Regions from separate parts of the Pan troglodytes genome. Here region 1 is linked to region 2. Evidence: chromatin contacts called from public Hi-C data. All regions are on one chromosome and are shown on one strand. The core of a region is the stretch at or near the end of the contact, and the rest is flanking DNA. Distances in the headings are between cores, read along the strand shown.

Region 1 (4,799 bases), core at 20-2,519, 100 kb before region 2:
ACGGCAGAGGGCGCAGATTTAGCTTCTGTCCTGCGAATGAAGCACGCAGTACAAGGTTCCAAACTGCAAGTCAACAGCAAGCACGAAGCAGCCACACTGGAAATGGGGTGCCTCCATCGCCTGGGGCTGTGGGCTGCCATCCTCTGCCAAGCGGATGCTCTGCCACCAGCTCCACTGACATGGGCAAGCCACTTCCTGTCGCCCTGGCCCCCAGCTCCTCATGCGTAAACATGGGGGTTGAATGGGCCTCTTCCAACTAGCTGGGTTTCATCTGTTGGCTGAAAACAATGGTCCCAGTGTGCCAGCCAAAAGCAAGCCTTTCACGCCCAGACTCAGCCTCAGGGACTGCAGGGGCCAGCTCCCCCAGAGTGGCCCGGGGACAATGATGTCAAATCTGTGACATCAACACCCACACAGAAAGGATCCAGTCCTTTCAGCCTCTCAGACTCTCTCAAACTGTAATGAAATGGGTGGGGTTTTTTTTGTTTTGTTTTATTTTTGTTTGTTTGAGACAGAGTCTTGCTCCATTGTCCAGGCTGGAGAGCAATGGCACGACCTCGGCTCACTGCAACCTCCGCCTTTCGGGTTCAAACGATTATCTTGCCTGAACCTCCTGAGTAGCTGGGATTACAGGCTCCTGCAACCTTGACTGGCTAGTTTTTGTATGTTAGCCAGGCTGGTCTCAAACTCCTGACCTCAAGTGATCCTCCTGCCTCGGCCTCCCAAAGTGCTGGGATTACAGATGTGAGCCACTGTGCCTGGCCCGAAATGGTTATTTGAAAGGATACAAGGAGTGGCGTAATCACAGAACCAGACCAAACTGAGCCTACTCTGTTGATAAGAGAATGTCAAGTTACCTTGTAGGTATAACCAAGCCAAAACTGCGAGTCATGTAGTCCAGGCACAACAGAAAAAGCTTTGACCTCTAACAACACCGGAACCAATGATTTCTTCCTGCAGAGCCAACAGGACTGGGACATGACCAGAACCTGAACACTGGAACCCTTTCAAAAGGAAGGAGTCTATGGGCCTGGAAGATCTGGGGCTAAAATCTGCCTCATCATACCTTACCATAAATGGTTAAATTTGAAGCCCTCCAATCAGACCCTGCCAAGCCAACATTCCTAAATACTTTCCCTTGCCCTCTGACCCCTTAAAACGTGTCCCACACCCCAAATTGGAGAGAGAAGTTTGAGCTGTGCCTCCTGTCTCCTTGCTGGTCTGCCTCACAATGAAGCTTTTCTTTTCTCAAAGCTGGAGCAGCAGTGTTGGCTTCTGTGCAGTCAGGCAGCAAGCCCATTTGCTCGGTAATAGCTGGAGTGAGAGTACTGAGACAGTAGAGATAAGACTTGGCTTCAGCTCAACCCCACTACAGCATTCCCACGGATCACAAAACCCACACCACTACCCCACGATGCCATGATGTTTAACCATGCCGCTTACTTAAAGAACTCTGGCCAGGCGCAGTGGCTCACATGTGTAATCCTAGCATTTTGAGAGGCGAGGCAGGCAGATCGCTTGAGTCCGTAAGTTTTAGACCTGCTTGGGCAACATGACAAAACCCTGTCTCTCCAAAAAAATACAAAAATTAGCTGAGCATAGTGACAAACACGTGTAGTCCCAGCTACTCAGGAGTCTGAGGTGGGAGGATCACTTGAGCCCAGGGAGGTCAAGTCTGCAGTGAGTCATGATGGTGCCATTGTACTCCGGCCTGGCAACACAGCAAGACCCTGTCTCAAAAAAAAGAAAAAAAAAATTCCAGGAACTGGCCTGAGGAGATAACCAAGGTTGCACAGTGTCGCATCCCAGGAAGGAATTCTGAACAATTGATTTAAAGCTTTGTTGCTACCAGCCAGACCACCAGGTGGCCCGTTATTATTAATGGGTCATGGTTATCCTGACCATGAAAACCATGGCAATCAAATATGCTGACCTGCACACCCTACCCCTTATGAGGTCTGCCCGGGTCAGCCTGCTCGCCCTACCCCTGATATTAGTTCCTATGCTTTGTCTAATAAAAAAATCTCTACCAGCTCTTTTTGGAGAGTCAGTCAGGAAATTCTCTCTCTCTCTCCCTCTCTCTCTCTCTCTGTCTCTCTCTCTCTTTGTCTCTCTCTCTTTCTGTCGCTCTCTCTGCCTTTCTCTCACTGTCTTTCTGTCTCTCTCTGTCTCTGTCCTTCTGTCTCTTTCTCTGTCTCTCTCTGTCTTTTTCTCTGTCTCTGTCTCTCTCTGTCTCTCACTCTCTCTCTGTCTCTCTGTCACTCTCTCTCTCTGTCTCTCTATCACTCTCTCTCTCTCTCTCTTCTCTCTAGTGCTGCCTCCCTTATGTCCAGGCATAAGCTCTAATGAAGCCTGGTCTGAGAAAACTCTTTTGGCCTCATGTCAATTTCTTTTACATCGAGAGCCAACAACCTGTGGTGGGTAATTGTCCCTTCTCTAATTACTTGCCCAGCACCTACCAAGCAGGCCCTGTCAGCGGGAGTCCTGCCTGCACTCCTCCCCGGGGCGGATGCTCTCCGCTTGGCTAGCCCAGACAGGTGCCCTTGGGGCTCCCCGCCAGGCAGGCACTGACCTCCCGCGGTCCAGCCGCCTCCTGCTCTCAGGGATGCCCCAGCCGGATCTCAGCCCAGCAATCCCGGGTCTCCGGCCTGCCGCTCCACCCTGGGCTGCCTCCCACCGCCTGGCTTGCTCCTGATTGTTAACACATGACATTGACAGGGACTGTCTCTGTTATGGGTTGAATGTTTGTGTTCCCCCAAAGGAAACGAGAATATTTCACCCCAAAATATACCTCTTTGGCTTATTTTGAGATGGCTATTCAGAGAGGCTGCAAACAGAAGAAGGACTTTGAAAAGCTGCCTTTCGTGAGGGAGAGTTGCACCTGGAGAGAAAATCTATGTTAGTGAAATCAATGCCCAGGCTTTCCCTGAGGACCCTGTAAGCAAGTGGGGTGCAGGGGTGAGGGGGTTGGGGGATCTCAAAGGATTATAGGAATTTAATCAACTTAAGCAATCAGCCTGTTTTGGGTTTTTTTGTTTTGTTTTGTTTTTTGTTTTTTTTTGAGACAGAGTCTCGCTCTTTCACTCAGGCTGGAGTGCCAGGCTGGAGTGTGATCTCGGTTCACTGCGAACTCCACCTCCCTGGTTCAAGGAATTCTCCTGCCTCAGCCTCCCGAGTAGCTGGGACTACAGGCTTGTGCTACCACGCCCAGCTAATTTTTGTATTTTTAGTAGAGACAGGGTTTCGCCATGTTGACCAGCCTGGTCTTGAACTCCTGACCTCAGGTGATCCACCCACCTTGGCCTCCCAAAGTGCTAGATTACAGGCTTGAACCACCGCGCCCAGCCTATCAGCCTGTTTTACAGCCTCCTGCCCTGCAGCCTGTTTCTTCCAAGCCCTGTTTAGAATGCAGTCACCCACTTGGTTCAAACCAGCTCCCAACAGACCCTAGCAACTTACAGATGAACCCAAGTGACCTTTCTTGTTACCATGCTAAAGTCTCCACCCCAGGAAGGGCTGCAGCTCAGCTCCATCACCATCACATGCGACCTATGTGCTGGCATGAGGATCACTGCGTCTGCACCTCTGGGACCCCTCCTCCACATGCAAAGACACATCCTCTCCCCCTCCATCGCCCCATGAAACCCTCCTGTCACTTTCCCTCAGGGGACACTGCCTTGGAGAATACTCCCAGGGTTCTCCCTACTTGGGCCAGGTAATAAAACTTTTATTGATCAAAACCTGCATCCTCATGGAGAGTCATTTGTTACTCACCAGGCAAACAAACCCAGTTTTGGGGGTAATGCCTCCCTTATCTGAATCTAGGAAAGATTAACTCAGGAAAATAAACACTGAAGTCTGACACTTTTAAAGGTCTCAGAGAGAATCTTTTACCAAAGGCCACCATCTATTCTTTCTGAGGGCAGCTCTGAGTTTACCTGGGATATTTTCTTTGTTTTTTTTTTTTTTTCTCTTTTTCGGGACAGGGTCTTGCTGTGTTGCTCAGGCTGGAGGGCAGTAGTGCCATGAGAGCTCACTGCAGCCTCAAACTCCCAGGCTCTAAAGATCCTCCCACCTTAGCCTCCTGAGTAGCTGGGACTACAGGTGCACACCACCATGCCCAGCTAATTTTTAAAAACTATTTTCAGAGATGGTATCTCGCTATGTTGCTAGGGCTGGTCTCAAACTCCTGGGCTCAAGCGATTCTCCTGCCTCAGTCTCCCAAAGTGCTGGGATTACAGGCATTAGCCACAATGTCCAGCTGAGGGATATTTTCATCTGCACCACAAGACAGCCTTTGTTAGACACACTTTCCCATAACCTGTGTCCCTCTATAACCTCAGGATGATGTAAAAACTTCAGTGGCCTGGCCCCTCCTTTGAGTCTTATATTTTGTATGTGTCTCTTCTGTTCATATGCATGTCAATAAATTTGTACATTCACACCAAAAAAATTATATTCCTTTTTTTCCTGTTTTTTTTTTTTTTTTTTTTTTTTTTTAGACGGAGTCTTGCTCTGTCACCCAGGCTGGAGTGCAGTGGCGCAATCTCGGCTCGGCTCACTGCAACCTCTGCCTCCCCGGTTCAAGTGATTCTCCTGCCTCAGCCTCCCTAGTAGCTAAGATTACACGCCCAGCTAATTTTTGTATTTATAGTAAAGATGGGGTTTCACCATGTTGGCCAGACTGGTCTTGAACTCCTGACCTCAAGTGATCCTCCCTCCTCGGCCTCCCAAAGTGCTGGGATTACAGGCATGAGCCACTGAGCCCAACCGTTTTTTCCTATTGATCTGTCTTTTGT
Region 2 (4,927 bases), core at 431-2,930:
CCCTTGGAAGTGCCCCCTAATTAGGAATATCTCCTCCACTGGACTGCGCGGGCACAGAGCAGGAGATTTGTAGATAGGCCTAACTGGCTGCTGAGTGTCAGGTGGAGGCTGCCCCGCAGTAGATGTCACCCGCCAGCCCCGCTGCAAACCTTTGCTTTGAGACGGGCGGGCCCGTGCCCTCGAGCGCGGGGCGGTCTCCGCTGTGCCGAGACTGAGGCGGCCCCTGCTGGCGGCGGTCAGTACTGCAGGAGGCGCCGAGGGCCCGGGAGCCCCCAAAGCCGGGAGGGGCGCCCCAGAGGGAGGTGAGCGGCGCCGAGGCTCACTATACCGCAGCTCCCACACACCCGTCTCCCAGGGTGGGTGGTAGCCTCACTGGGACCCCTCTGTTGCAGTCGGCCTCTCTTGCCCAGAGCTCCATCACTACACATGTCTTCACGCAGGTTATCTCTCAAGACTCAACCCGCGCTCCGGGAAGAGCCTGACACACGAGGAAGCCACTGCTGCCCCGCGCCCACTCCAGCGTGCGGCCCAGCGGGACCGGGAGCCCAGCCCAACCTGGGGCACTGTCAGGCAGCCCGGTCCCTCGTGGTCCCTGCCATTAAGGCCCAGGGACGCCTACCTATGACACTTGCCAGCCCTCATCCGTTCCCCGCCGGGCCAAAATCTCAGAGGGCAGGGGCTGCCCTGCCTAGAAACCAGCCCCAGAACATCAGGGCCGCGGGCGCTGTGGGCGGTCGGCCAGGGCGCGCAGGGGCCAAACAGGGCAGCGTTGGGAGCTTTTGCACAAGGCACCCCTCTGCCAGCCTCATGGCCCAGCCATGCCACCCCCGTGAACCAAGTGTGCTGGCCCACAGCAGCGCTCTGCACAACAGCCCCAGCCTGGAAACAAGCGAATGTCCACTGCTGTCCACCTCACCCTCAGCTGGGGGAGCTGAGCTGCTCAGATCCCCGGGAATGCAGGGCCCATTCCCCGGAGGCCAAGGCCAGTGTCCCACGCACACCCAGTCCAGGCCTATGCTTCCCCGGGTCTGCCGCCTAAGCAGCCCTGTCCCTGATCTCTGTCTCAGAGGCTGCTCCCGGCCCAGCTTCCCACAACCATCAGCAGGACCTAAACTGCCACATATGCGCGCCATGGAATACTGTGCCAATGACAACAAATTACTGCTACCTGCAACGACGTGGATAAACCTCACAGCCGTGAGGCTGATGTAAGGGAAGACCCAAAGAGCACCGCGTGCTGCCATTCATAGGAAGTTCAGGCAAAACCCATCCGTGGTGTTCGAAGCAGGACAAGGCTGCCTTTGGGAGGTAGTGATCGGCAGGGACACGGGAAGCCTCTGGGGAGCTGGAAACGTCCTGCACCTTGATCGTGGTCACACAGGTGTGTAGATGTACAAAAAAACCCTTCCAATCGGACCCTCAAATCATACATAAATTGCGTCTTCGTGTTATGTTGGCTAAGCCCTTCCAGCCCTAACAATGTCGTTCTGGCGGAGCTGGTGAGTCAGGAAGCATCCACGCCGCCTGGGAAGACCGGCTCTGGAGGCTGGAGGGCTTGACCAGCACTGCCACCCGGTGGCCGGCAGCGGAACTGACCACAGGCCTGGTGCCCTGGAGAGAATGGGCCACAAACGCTCCGCCAGGACTGCAACTGTGTCCTAGGCGCCGCCCTCAGCCACCAAGTCGGCCTGCCTCTCGAGCACCCAACAACTCCAACAAGCCCTCTGGACCAATAGCTGCAGCCCCCACGGGGCCTTGGGGGTGGGAGGGAGGAGAGGGAGGCCAGCCTGTAGCACAGTACCAGCCCAGAGTTATTAACAGGTCTGTGCTGTCACTTCCGCTCTGCTGCGGTCCTCCTGGGTCCTGATTCTGCCGGGCGCCTCCACAGCCTTCCTCCCTCCTGGTTCTCCCCGCCAGCAGCCAGCACGGGAGCGCCCACTGGGCATGAATGGGGAGCCTGCCAGAGAGGGGAGCTGGGGGAGAGAGGCACAGCTTCCAGGCCTGGCGTGGCTGCTCATGCCTGTGCGTGAGGGAAGGGTCAAGGGAAAGGTGTGCCCTCTCTTCTTTTGGTTTCTTGTTTTCCTTTTTCCCGTGCCCCCTCACCCCATACACAACTGTCAGGGTGTCTGTCCTGGAAAGACACCTGGTACCTGCCCTGGTGGTGCCTGCCCTGTGTGGGGTGTGTGTATGCGTGTGCATGCGTGTGTGCATGCATGTGTGTTCAACAGGAATTGATTTAGTGCCTGCTATGTGCCAAGCACTGTCCCAGTTCTGGGTAACCAGAGATTGAAGGAAACCCAATCCTCATCCTTCAGCCACTTTGTGCATGCCCTGGAATTTAGGTAAGTGCTACAAGAGGGCCAAACTGAGGGCTGGGAAAACCAGCGGTGTCGAGGGGTTGTTATGCCCAGGGAATGGGTGAAGGTTTTGTGGAAGAAGAGTTATTAAAATTGTGCCCTGAAAGGTAAATAGGATTTCAACAGCCAGGAAAGGAATGAAAGGCATTTCAGGGAGAAGGAATACACACACAAAAGCATAGGAACGGAGACATGATCTGTGCTGTATGGTTGTATCAGGTAGGATTAGGATTGCTTGCATGCAAGAGAATGTCCAAAAGGACAGTGGCTTGAGCAAGGCATGTTCATTTCTTTTTCACATAAAATAAGCTGAAGACAGGCAGTCCAGCTAGTCATGACACCTCTGCAGCCACAGGGGACCCAGGCTTTCTCCGCTGTTCAGCTCCACCATTCTAGCACTGGCCTCAAGGTCACGTCATGTACCAAAAGTGCTGCTGGAACTCCAGCCAGTACATCAGAGCTCCAAGCATCAGGGAAGAGAAAGACTCAAATGGGCACTCCTCTAAGCTAAGCCAAGCCAGCTTGCAATTAAGCTGATTTACTGGAGGGCCTATGTAACGTTTTCATTTATAGCTCATTGGCCAGAAGCTTGTCACATGGCCACAGCTAGCTGCAAGGGAAACTGAGAAATGTAGTCTTTATCGGGAAGAGCAGCTAAAAATTGGGGTCTGTCACTAAGGAAGAAGGAGAAACTGGATGTTGGTGGGAAGCCAGCACTGCCTAGCCCAGGGTAGAGTGGAGCAGTGGTCCTTCAACTTGTGAGGAGGGGGGCAGGAAGGCAGCCTGATCACAGGGGCCGTGCCGTGGAGGGGCTGGACTCTTCCGTAGCAAATAGGGGATTGCTGAAAGATTCTCAGCAGGAGCCAAGGGTTGAGGAACCTGGAACTGTTGGGCAGAAAATGGAAGCATGCAAGGAGGGGAAGGGAACTGTGAGAAGTTAATAAGGGCACGAGGCAGGGAAGGGCACCCCAGGAGAGCCAAGGCTAAGCCTGGCAACAGTGGGAGGTGATGCCAGGGCCCCGGGGAGGGACACAGATCTACTGAGGGTAGTCTGGGAGGAACACAGTACTAGCAGATAGCTGTGTCTGAGGCAGCTGTTAACCATCAAGTCAGGTGGCTCAAAGGCAACTGAGAATCCAAGTGGAAGCTCAGGTGAGATGACAGCACTGGGAACATAGATGGAGCGATCAGTCATACAGTGGTGGATGGGATCAGCCAGGCAGGGATCCAGTCGTTCAGCTGGAGGACTCTGATGGATCTTTCGGAGTTACTGGGGAAGAACAATGGAGTGACCAACTGCATAAATTTTGAAGCCAGAGCTGGGTTCAAATCCAGACTTTAATAGCCATAAGCCTGTGGGCTGGCTAACAACACTTTCTAAGCCTTAATTTTCTCATGTGCAAAATGGAAATAAAGAGGCCTTCTGTGCGGGCTGATAGGAGGGCTGAATGAGTAATGAGTAGCACATTCCCACACAGGGAACTGCACTAACCAGTAAATACCTGCTCTTACCAGTAAACCACCCCCCCGCCCCCCACTTACTGAAGAGGACATCAGTGCCTTTCTTGGGGCCATTCACTGTGCCCAACAGTCCTCTCACTGCAAGGTGGGGCCCGTGGAGCCCTGTGTGGGATCGCTCAGGTGAGGTCACAAGCACTGTGCCTCTCCAGGACCCTGAGACCTCCAACCCAGCATGGCTAGGGCAGCCCCTGGCTCTGCCAAACCTCCTGGACAGGGGCATCTGCAGCCCCAGACAGGTGGGTCAAGAGAAGTGTTATGCCTCCTGCCAGCAGGGAAAAGAGGCCAGAGTGGGCCATGGCATGCCCCTTTCCTTAAAGGGCACAGCCAGAAAGAGCACACATGGCCCAAACTTCAGCTTGAATCCCATTGACCAAAGCTTAGTTGTGTGGCCACATCCAGCTGCAAGGAACTGGGAAGTGTAGGCTTCATTCTGGGCAATCATGTGCCCAGCTAGACAGAAATTGGAGTGTTCCAATATTACAATAGAGAAGGAGAGAATGGATATTGAGGGAAAACAGCAGCCATAGGGTGCAGGGAAAGAGAGAGGGCATGGCACCCTGGGTGCAGGGTGGTGGGAGGCTCTGAGCGCTGGGAGACCCCATGCACCTGGGACTCACATGTGCGGCATGCACATCGCCTGGCACCCAGCCCGCAGCAACTCAGCTGTGGGGGCACTGTGGGTGGGTGGGCAGGGGAGCTGTTGTAGCTGAGAACCACCTCTACTGGCCAGAAGGACAAATCACCAACTTCTCCAGTAGAATTTTTCCAGATCCCTGGAGTTCCTTCTGGTCCCTCACCAAAGCCAAAATAGCGCAGAGAGGAAGAAAATATCTTCCTTCCACTCCTCTGAGTTTTTGCCCATTGTCAAAGCTCATTGCAGCCACTGTCATTGTCTCTACTGCCCAGGCCTTGGGCACGGTCCATCCTCCACAGGCAGGGATTGACCATTCCCTAGGTCTCCTGACACCCCCTCCACCCTGGCAGAGCTAGGGCCAAATGTTCCCTGCCGGAGTGGAGTGGACTCCAGCCCATTCTGTCTTAAGGAGCCT

The links. A called contact is a pair of places that touch in the nucleus more often than the background predicts.
Region 1: a Hi-C map of stem cell-derived neural progenitor cells shows a contact between it and region 2, with 2.4 times the contacts expected there. The contact joins the enhancer-like site here to the promoter of NEURL3 in region 2. A contact is called at or near these places in 2 of 7 Hi-C or Micro-C datasets (blood and stem cell-derived neural progenitor cells).

Annotation. Positions count from the first base shown.
Region 1 is chr12:26,659,916-26,664,714 of NHGRI_mPanTro3-v2.0_pri, reverse strand. No RefSeq gene overlaps it. Among named protein-coding and RNA genes, the nearest start is that of NCAPH, 74 kb to the left of the region's middle. Within about 2 kb of position 1,269, at least 10 of the 24 cell types and tissues checked have an H3K27ac peak or open chromatin away from gene starts, as enhancers often do. A contact at or near this core is called in stem cell-derived neural progenitor cells, where this site is marked.
Region 2 is chr12:26,560,195-26,565,121 of NHGRI_mPanTro3-v2.0_pri, reverse strand. NEURL3 (neuralized E3 ubiquitin protein ligase 3) reads right to left here and starts at 1,680. Exons shown (of 4, transcript XM_016948975.4): 1 at 1,169-1,680. The coding sequence starts at 1,244.